2 separate regions of the Ovis aries genome follow, and region 1 is linked to region 2. Evidence: chromatin contacts called from public Hi-C data. All regions are on one chromosome and are shown on one strand. Each heading gives the region's core, a stretch centred on a gene start, on an enhancer-like site or on the middle of the called end of the contact. The rest is flanking DNA. Distances are from core to core; before and after follow the strand shown.

What was found. Hi-C and Micro-C count contacts between places; a contact is called where the count stands out from the background.
Region 1: a contact with region 2 is called in a Hi-C map of skin fibroblasts, with 2.3 times the contacts expected there. The contact joins the enhancer-like site here to the promoter of LURAP1L in region 2. A contact is called at or near these places in 2 of 16 Hi-C or Micro-C datasets (mixed tissues and skin fibroblasts).

What each region holds. Positions count from the first base shown.
Region 1 is chr2:81,335,562-81,340,396 of ARS-UI_Ramb_v3.0, forward strand. No RefSeq gene overlaps it. Among named protein-coding and RNA genes, the nearest start is that of LURAP1L, 71 kb to the left of the region's middle. Within about 2 kb of position 2,675, at least 4 of the 54 cell types and tissues checked have an H3K27ac peak or open chromatin away from gene starts, as enhancers often do.
Region 2 is chr2:81,264,536-81,269,494 of ARS-UI_Ramb_v3.0, forward strand. LURAP1L (leucine rich adaptor protein 1 like) reads left to right here and starts at 2,640. Exons shown (of 2, transcript XM_027964558.3): 1 at 2,640-3,630. The coding sequence starts at 3,325.

The DNA of each region.
Region 1 (4,835 bases), core at 1,425-3,924, 71 kb after region 2:
ATGGTTTATCTCTGAAAAGAAACACAGCTTTAAAAAAAATAGGTTGTAGATACACAGAATGAAATACATCTATCACACACATAAAATTCAGAGGACATTTAGTTGACATATAGTCAGTAACTACAGACTTGTTACAACACACATTGTTGTTATCCCATTTTTCTACACTTTTTCTATATAACATGGATCCATTTTATACTCCCAAAATATATAAATAAAATAAGAATAATAATTTTAAAATGCTACCATTAGTATACACTAATTACTATTAGAAACCACATGAGGTATATTTATTTTATTTATTTTGTGGCATGTGTTTACAACTTAAATGTCATTGTCTCATTTTACAGATAAAGAAATTATGTGGCAAGGGAAACAATATCGATGTATAATCAAGGTCATATAGCAAGTAGGCAACAGAGCTAGAAAGGGGGATCTGTTCACTTTAGCATAAAAGCCTCCTCTGTCCATTACAATAACATTGTGCTGTCATCCAAGATATAATACTATTCTAACATTGCCTGCACCGCTAGCTGGAAGTCTTCCTCACTGACACAGATCCAGCATCTGCGTATCAAGTTCATTATTGTCATCTAAAGCAGCAGCATATCCTCTTCAATTATCCATTCTACTAGCTGCAGATTATTCATATATTATGAATTTTATATGATTCACCTTCCCCATTAGTGAGTTACTGCAGCAAGGCAGATAAAACTGACTCATAGTTCAGATGTTAAAAAGAGATGGATTTTTAAGTAACTATATGTAGAGGAAGTGTATTCTGCAATGTCAGTATTCTGAAAAACAGAAGTACTATCCCTGAATTTGTCTGTTTTGCAAATAAGAAATTCGGGGTTATAGCCTTTCTTAAACCTAGCCATCTTTAGAGATGAAACCAATTCTCAACAATATGTATCTTAAAGGAAGGTTTACTGTATGCCTAACCTGCCTTCACAGTATAAGCTGGCTTTTTACATTTAGCAATCTAGCACCCTAATCGCAGAGTTTCCATTGTGGGGCTTCATGGAAGGCAAGTTTTCTTAGCACTCTGAATATATTGCGCCACTCTCTCTGGTATGAAAAATTCCACTGAAAATCAGCTGATAGCCTTATGGAAATTCTTCTGTATGTTAACTAGTTTCTTTTCTCTTGCTGTTTAAGAGATTATCTCTTAATATTGATTTTTTTTTAACTTTCTCAATGTAATGTAGATGTAGATGTTTTGATGTAGACTTCTTTGGGTTCAGCTTATTTGGGATTCTCTGTGCTTCCTAGATCTGGATGTCTGTTTCCTTCCCAGGTTAGGAAATTATTAAACTATTATTTCTTCAAAAAAGTTCTCTGCCTGTTTTTCTCTTTCTTGACCCCTATAAAGTCAATGTTAGTACACTTGACATGGTCCCAGAGGTCTCAACCTACTCTCAGTTTTTAAAATTATTTTTTCTGTTATCTTGGGTGATTCCACTACTCTGTCTTCCAGATTACTATTTCATTCTTCTACAACATCTTCTGTTGATACATTCTACTCTGTATTTTCATTCATAGTCATTGTAACCTTCAGCTCTAATTGATTATATTTTTTAACTCTGTTAAAACTCTTACTGTGTTCATCCAACTTCTCCTAAGTTCAGTGAACATCCTTACCTCAAACTCTTTACAGGGCAGACTGCTTATCTCCATTTCACTTAGTTCTTTTTCTGGTGTTTTGTCTTATTCCTTTGTTTGGAACATATTTCTCTGTATTCTCAATTTGCCCAATTTTCCTGTTTTATTTCTATGTACTGAGCAGGTCCACTATGTGTTTTGATCTTGGAGAAGTGGCTTTATGGAATATCCTACTAGGTATAGGATCCATGAGCATGCTCCCCTCTGGTCATCAGAGCTAGATGTTTCAGGGGTACATCCAGAGTGAGCTGTATATGCTCTTCTGTTGTGACAAAGCCAATAACTAGGTATCTATAGGCGAGCGGGCCCCTGGCTCAGCAGCCTGTGAGGACCTAACTTGTGTGGCTGTTATGGGTTTGCTGGTAGGTGGAGCAGGAAACCTGGCATTGCTGGGTTTAATTCCAGACAGTGCACACCTGGGGTAGATTCAGTGGTGGGCAGGGCAGTCTACCCGAGAGGCTGGCTCTGCAGCCTAGTGGTTCATGACAGCTGCAGACCTGTTGGTAGATGGAGCATTTTACCCATGTGGCTGGCTGTGTGGCTCAGCCCTTCATGTCTACTGCAAGCCTGCTGGAGGGTGAGGCAAGCCCCTGGAACCGGCAGGCTAGACAAAGGATTCTGAAATGGTGCTTCCCAGCACTGGTGCCAGTGGTGAAAGAACAAGATCTCAGAAATGACTGCTGCCAGCGACTGCATTTCCCAGGTGAGTTCTGGCCGCCTCCTGCCTCTCTGAGGAATTCGCCAAGATCAGCACGTGGTTCTGACTCAGGCATTTTTCCAGCTGCTACATCTGCAGTTGCAGGACTCAGAGAATATGAGATTTCATGCATCCTTTCAGAATGGAGTCTCTGGCATCCCTCTGGCTCTCCTGAATGTAAGCTCTTCTGATTTCCACAGACAAACTCTCTGAGGACTTGTCTTCCTGGGCAGAACCCTATGCTTGAGAGCTCCTTGTGGGCTTCAGATCCCTCATTCTTCAGGGAGGATTCCTGTGGTTGTGATAGTCTCACTGTGTGTGAGTCACTAAATGAGAGATGTGGATCCTAACTGTATGACATCTCCATCCTTCCTATCCATCACCCTGTGGTTCCTTCTTTATATCTTTAGCTGCAGAAAATATTTCCTGTTAGTTTTCAGGTCTTTCTCATAGATAACTATCCTTGAGTGTACCCATGGGAGGTAGTGAGATCAGGGTCGTTTGACTCCACCATCTTGATTCCCCTGCCAAAACATTTTCAATTAACAAATTTCCCTAGAAGTTTAAATCAAAGAAAAGGAGTATAATTGCCTCTAAGACAGCAACATCTCTGTATTTTGATGATATGAATGCCAGAACATCATGTTTGTATTCATATCTGTTTTAAGTGTAGGTATGGAAATAATCACAGAATTTGGATTCTGCACTCCAGTCTTCTCCTGTGTTCCTTCATAAAAAGACGTAAAAACCTCCTTTATGCACAGTATGACATAATGGTAATAAAATTTAAGCTCATTGGCTGACTTCTGGCCTTGAAGACATTATGCTTAATCTGATTCACCAGAATGGAAGGAGTAGATTTAGTGTTTCTCTCAAAGATTATACATATGATTCATTTTACTCTCCCTAAACAAGACTATTCCTTTTCATTTTAAGATTTGAAAGAATCAGCCCATGTTTACAGCAAAGCTATATAGATAGCTCAAATCAAATTAATATTATTTAGCTATTGGATTTTAGCATTTACTTAATTAAAAACAGGAAAACAAATGTGTTGGTTCTTTACTTTCAAACTGTCTAAAGCTTCACCTCGAATTATGAGGTTAGAGATGTACTTTTTATTATATTGTGGCTGCTCACTTTATTTACTTTCTTACTTATTTAATAATTTTCAACACCTAGTCTGAAATGCCAGACACTCTTAAAATTAACATAATATTTGAGTAACAGCAGAAAAGAAGACAAGTATATTGTGACAATAATACCATATGAACAGCTATATGAACAGCAAACACAAGAACTGTATGATAACATAGTTAATGATATTAGGGATACCATCTAGGTGGGAAACTACCCCTGAAATGACTGTCACATGATTATGAATGGGGAATAAGGCAATTAACTCTTGTCTGCATAAGAATGGGTGATAGGGCTTGTAGGAATGACATTAAGCAGGATAATGTTAATTTTAGTGAAATGAGAGGCATTCAATATGTTTAGGTCTCACAATGAGGTACAAATGATGCAAAATAAGGTTACAGAGTTTGACTGGGACAAGATTATGAAAAGCCTATAGCTTAGCGAGAGTTCATAAGCACCAAAGATTTGAAATGGAGAAATTATAATAAAACAGTAAAACAATTTTAGAATATTATTGTCCATATAATTTTCAGATTGGCTTATGTAATGAAGACAGAGGATTCATGCAATCTTTAGCCAAAAATACCACTGCTAACAGGTTAGGGGCAATATTAAAAAGAGTGGGTCTTCCCAGGTAGCACAGTGGTAAAGAATCAGCTTGCCAATCTAGGAGATGCAAGAGACACAGGTTCAATCCTGGGGTTAGGAAGACCCCCTGGAGTAGGAAATGGCAACCCACTCCAGTATTCTTGCCTGGAGAACTCCATGGACAGAGGAGCCTAGTGGGCTATGGTCCATGGGGTCGCAAAGAGTCAGACACAACTGAGTAGCTGAGCACACAGACACACATTAAAGAGAGTACTTGAGTAATCAAATAGGTAATCCATAGTTAACATATGACTCTTACAGGTTTTTCACCCACCAAGTGACTTTAAATCTATGTAATATCCTTACTTTCTGTACCTGCAATTCCTCTGATTTGTGTCCTTGGGTAAGCTTTAATTTATGGAAGAAAACTATTAAAAGTCAGAAAGAATCTAGGTGTTTCTTGCAGAAGAAGAGAGGAAAAAATGAAACAAATTCATAGCTTCTACTGGGATAAGATTATTGTCAAGATAATGGCTCCTGATTTTACAACAACCTAGAAACCCTGTCTGCAGCCTTATGAACACTTTACCTTTAAGAACTCCAGAAGGCTCCTTTGTCAATAAACAAGCTATATTTTTCACAAAAAAGAACCATGCTATTTACCTGAGACATGACGACACCTGCAGATTAATACTGAGTGTCTCATGTGTAAGAATTACTTTTAAGAAGACTAAATCTAAAAGTG
Region 2 (4,959 bases), core at 1,390-3,889:
GGATTTTTTTTAATGATAATAAATAAAAGGCTCTCTTTCTTTCTCTGTGAACATAATCCAACTAGGGAAGAAACCCAGTCTCTTAAAGTTCCCCATAGTTTAATGACCATTCTTAGACTCCTAGCTAGTTGCTCAGTAGTGTCTGACTCTTTGCAACTTCATGGATGGTAGCCTACCAGACTCCTCTGTCCATGAAATTCTTCAGGCCAGAATACCTAGTGTTTCGCCATTCCCTTCTCCAGGGGATCTTCCCTACCCAGGGATCAAACTCAGGTCTCCTGAATTGCAGGTGGATTCTTTACCATCTGAACCACCAGGGAAGTCCTAGATTCCTTAGGCATTTAAACAGACAAAGGGCAAATACAGCTCATATATAATGCAGTCAGATAAAGGATGCATATAATCAAGTAGTCTGGGTCTAGAAAATTATATTACAAATACAAATAATACAGTAATCCTAACTTTTAGGATTTTACTTTTTAATATGTTAGGCTTGGGGACACATCCTGAATTTAGGTTGTTGCTGGAAGATACAATCAATTATGGAAATAAGAGGAGGTTGGAGACGGATGAGAAAAGCAGGGGTAGGAAGTCAGCACTGCTAAGACTGAGGGCTTAGCGAAATACAGGAAAAAAAAAATTGCTCTGAAGAGTTTTTCGCTCCTATTTTTTTTCTCTTTACTCCCCATGTGCCCTCTTCTTGTTGATGACCTTACTTCCTCCTCAGCCTGCATCCTAGACCCAGTACTGCAGTTCTTGTCAACTAATCCCCCAAATCAATGTGTGATATAGGGCTAACAGCAATTAGTTAAAGCTCTAACACATTTTTTTTCATCATAGAAAAATCTTGAAAACAAAATATTCTCAAGACCCCAAAGTAAAAAAGACCCTTATTTTTGAACATTTTAGATAAGGAATGTCCTCAGATCAAACCAAATAAAGCAGTAGTGACAGCGTTCATACAATCTATTAGTAGCCTACTAAGACTACTGTGATTCTAACACGTTTTGAAAATGATCATTTTGTCATTCAAAACATCTCTATTTTAAACTAAAATGTCATAAAGCATTAATGAGAAATTTTAAAGGTATAACATAATTAAACTTTTCCTAAAAAGTTTATGTTTGTTTTATATTGCACTGGCACAAAGTATTAAATTACATATAGATCATATTTTTACTTCTGGAGATGCTTTCTCTGCAGAAATCTAAAACAGAAGAAAACCATTTTCTATTTTTTAATTACCTTTAGTATCAAACACACGTTTTATTGTCTTTGACTCACAGCAAAGAGGTGTTCCTCTTTTGTACAATTACATCGATAATAATTTAAAGATAAACTATTTTTATGGACCAAGTTCAAGTTAGATACTGTGTTTGTATGCTACTTTTCTCAACCAGTCCTATGCTGAACTTCGTAAGGGCTTTATGACAAAAAATATTAAAAAAGAAAAAAAAACCTCTTTGTTATAATTGCTACCCAATGATCTTGTGGTTTTCCAAATATAGGACAAAGCATGAAGTTTTATCAGTGAGGTGAGATTTAGTTTTTTCCCCCTTTGATTGAGTCACTTAATTTACAGCTTTTTATTTCATCTCTTTCTAAGAGAAGAAATAACCTATAATTTCTGACATGCTGACAAGAGAACTTTAGCAACTTTCTCCTCGATATGAAATATTTTACTGAGAAGGCCTATTTTCTATCCTTAGGCTTCTTGGATATGGCTCTGCTAAAAACATACTCTGAGATGTAGCTGCCCATGCTCTCATAAGTGTAAAACCTGAGTGATATTTCTGGGAAAGACCAAGAACACAAGTACTTATTTGTCCCAGAAAGAGAGGGATCCCTATTTTGAAAAATCCTAATGTAATCCCAAATAGTAGTTTAGTAGACTGAAAAACAGTACCCTCTGCTTGAAGATTCTTAACACAAATTCAATGTTAAATCAAAACCATAATCCACAGAGTTCATAATAACTTATTTGGTAGAAGTATCTCAGATCCATAGACGGCATGCTTTGGGTTTCTTTTAAATAGCTGGAAAAAAAAAAAAAAGATAAATTACCAAAGACAACTTTTTACCAGTTAGATTCAATATTCTTCCTCCATAATTAAGGTAAAAGTATACCAGCAACTTTCCCCTTTTAAAATCTACCACTCAGTAATCATATAGATTATTCTGGCTATTTAATTTTTCACATTTGCTTGTGCTGCCATAGTGTAACGTTTGATAAGACGATTAACTTTGGTTGTACACTCTCAATGAACTTTTGGTGGAATTATTACACCTTACATTAGTACAAAATTATTAGGAAAGGCTTCTCTGAAGCAAAATTTTTGCCATATAGGAAGATGAGGGATGGGGAATGATACTATAGTTAAAGACATTTTTCTGCCCCCAATATTTGTTACCAGTTCTAGACGTTGTAGTTACCCGGCAATTTTGAAAAACTGAACCTTTAAGTCTAATCAAAGTGTAGGTGCTTTCAACTAAGACAGGACTTTGAAACTACAGGGAGCAGCAGGGGTGGGAAATTTTCTGTTGCTCTTCTTGCCTATGCTTTACGGTACAAGGGTTGGCCCTGGTTTGGTCCACCTGCCAGCAGAGTTTAAAGTTTCCGAGGCTTGGAGGAACACAATGACTTGGATCTAACAGCGTAAATGGGGAGATGGGAATTTCTGCAGCATTGAGGAAGCCGTTAAACTGTTAAGCAAACTTTTTTTTTTTTTTAATGTGTCTGGGCACACGACAGACCTCTTCTCTCATGGACCAGAAATTATTTCTGATAATCCAGAATATACCAAAGCTTGAAGACATATGGCTGGGAAATGAAACAACCCTGGAGTGTGGCCACATCATTATTTTGTGTCGCAGGGTACCAGATGGGCAGTCGGTGAATGGCGCTGGGATGTGAATGGACAGTTTTATAACGTGAATTTTTCCCCCAATAGAGCTGAAACAGACATTTCCCTCTCTTGTCTTTTGGTCTCTAGCACTCGGAATTTCCCCCTCTCTGCAATATCAATTAACTCAACTTTGCAGTGGGGTGGCCAAAAAGGAAGAGGATGAAGAGGGCTTTATAATCTCGTAAGTGCTGGGCGAGTCACAGCGCCCCGGGAACTGCGGCTGCGACCCGCCGCGTCCTGTGCGGATTTCAGGACTTAAACCGCGCGCAGGCGGCTATGGAGTGGACAGTGCATTTGAACCACGGAGGATAGACACCCGGGCTCGGAAGGGGTGTGCCGATCTCCAGGCAGCCTTGGAGGCCGCTGCTGACTCTCATCGGTGGTATTTTATTACCATTTTTATCGTTCTTGAAAAGTCATGGAAGACGGCCCGCTGCCCGACCTCAGAGACATCGAGCTGAAGCTGGGACGCAAAGTGCCCGAGAGCCTAGTGCGCTCGCTCCGTGGGGAGGAGCCGGTTCCCCCGGAGAGGGACAGAGACCCCAGAGGGGGGAGCGGGGGCGGCGGCAGCGGTTGCAGCAGCAGCAGCAGCTGCTGCAGTTTCCCTCTCTCCTTGTCGTCCTCCTCTTCATCCTCCCCAACCTCTGGCTCCCCACGACCCAGCCACTCCAGTAGCACCCTGGAGAGGCTGGAAACCAAGCTTCACCTCCTCAGGCAAGAGATGGTGAGTGTGGTGCGCCGGCTGTGGGAGTGGGAACCCGGGCAGCAAGACCCGGGAGGTGGAGCAGGGGAGAGAGGGCGACTGGGGCGGCCGAGCAGAGGGCTGAGTGCGTGGGAAACACTGGTGAGAGGGGCGCGCAGCGGGCGCACATATGGATGTAGCTGCAGGAAGCTTGTTTACGGGAGACTTTGCTGAGCCGCAGTTCGCTAAGACCGGAAAGCCTGCCCTGCTCTGTGTACTTTCTGAAGCCAACTCGCTGCTACCGGCTCTGACCATTCAGCTGCCGGTCCACAGCCTCCCAGGCGTAAACCCGCCCGAGGGTCTGCAGTTACTGCAGGCATCAGGGGCCTTCTGTCTGCCGTTTACACTTTCGTTTCCAAACGTGGGTCGGTCCGTCGTGCTTACTGCAAAAACACTTCCTGGTTTGCCGAAAGGTGGCGCGGCGGGGTCCCTGCAGCCCTTCTTCCTGGCTCACTCCTCTTACACCACTGCTGCTCCCGCCCTTTGGTGCAACCCCCAAGCCACTGTGGAGCTGATTCCCCAATGCTGGTTCTGAAAACAATGGCTCAGTCGTCCTCGATGTCCTCATGAATAGCTTGTTTCACGGTTGATCCGAAAGAGCAGGTGATCCCCAGGCCCAGGGATTTGCTAATAACCACTTCCTACCCTTCCCCCTCAGTCCTCAATCTGCAATTGTTTTCTGTGCTGTTTGCAAACGTTAGCCTAAGAATAGGACAATGGGGCTAACAAGGGTCCTAGAATACTTGTTATTCCGGATGTACTTAGAGAGAGACACTTTATTTACTTGCCGTGAACTCGGGCAAATTACTTAACCTCTCTGGACCTCGGTTTATTTTTCACAATGAACTGGTTGGAGGAAGTGATTCCTTCCCAAATCCTTTTAAGATGACCACACCACAAAACCGCATTTCCCACCAGCTTGGAAATGAGGAAAGTAACAACAGGAGCCTCAGCCACTTCTACATACATCCTATCTATAGGGGCTTTGCATGGAAAAGAAGTAACCGGTAGTGTTACCCTAGCTCCTCTCTTTTTGCAGTTGGAACTCTGGGAGGGAATAAATTCCACAGCATAAAGTAATCTTGGCAAACATATTTGTACAAAAAGCCATTCTTCAGAGATCATGTCCTACATTCAGAATTTTTACCACACTATCAACAAAAGGGCTCCAAAAACCTCTCTTAAGATCTCTTAAGCTGGTCTACTTAAGAACTTTACTTTTTATGCCTCAAGTATTCATTTTCTTCCCAACTGGAATGCACCAGATGTTGAAAGCAAACATGTAGAGATTCATACATACATAGTTCTATG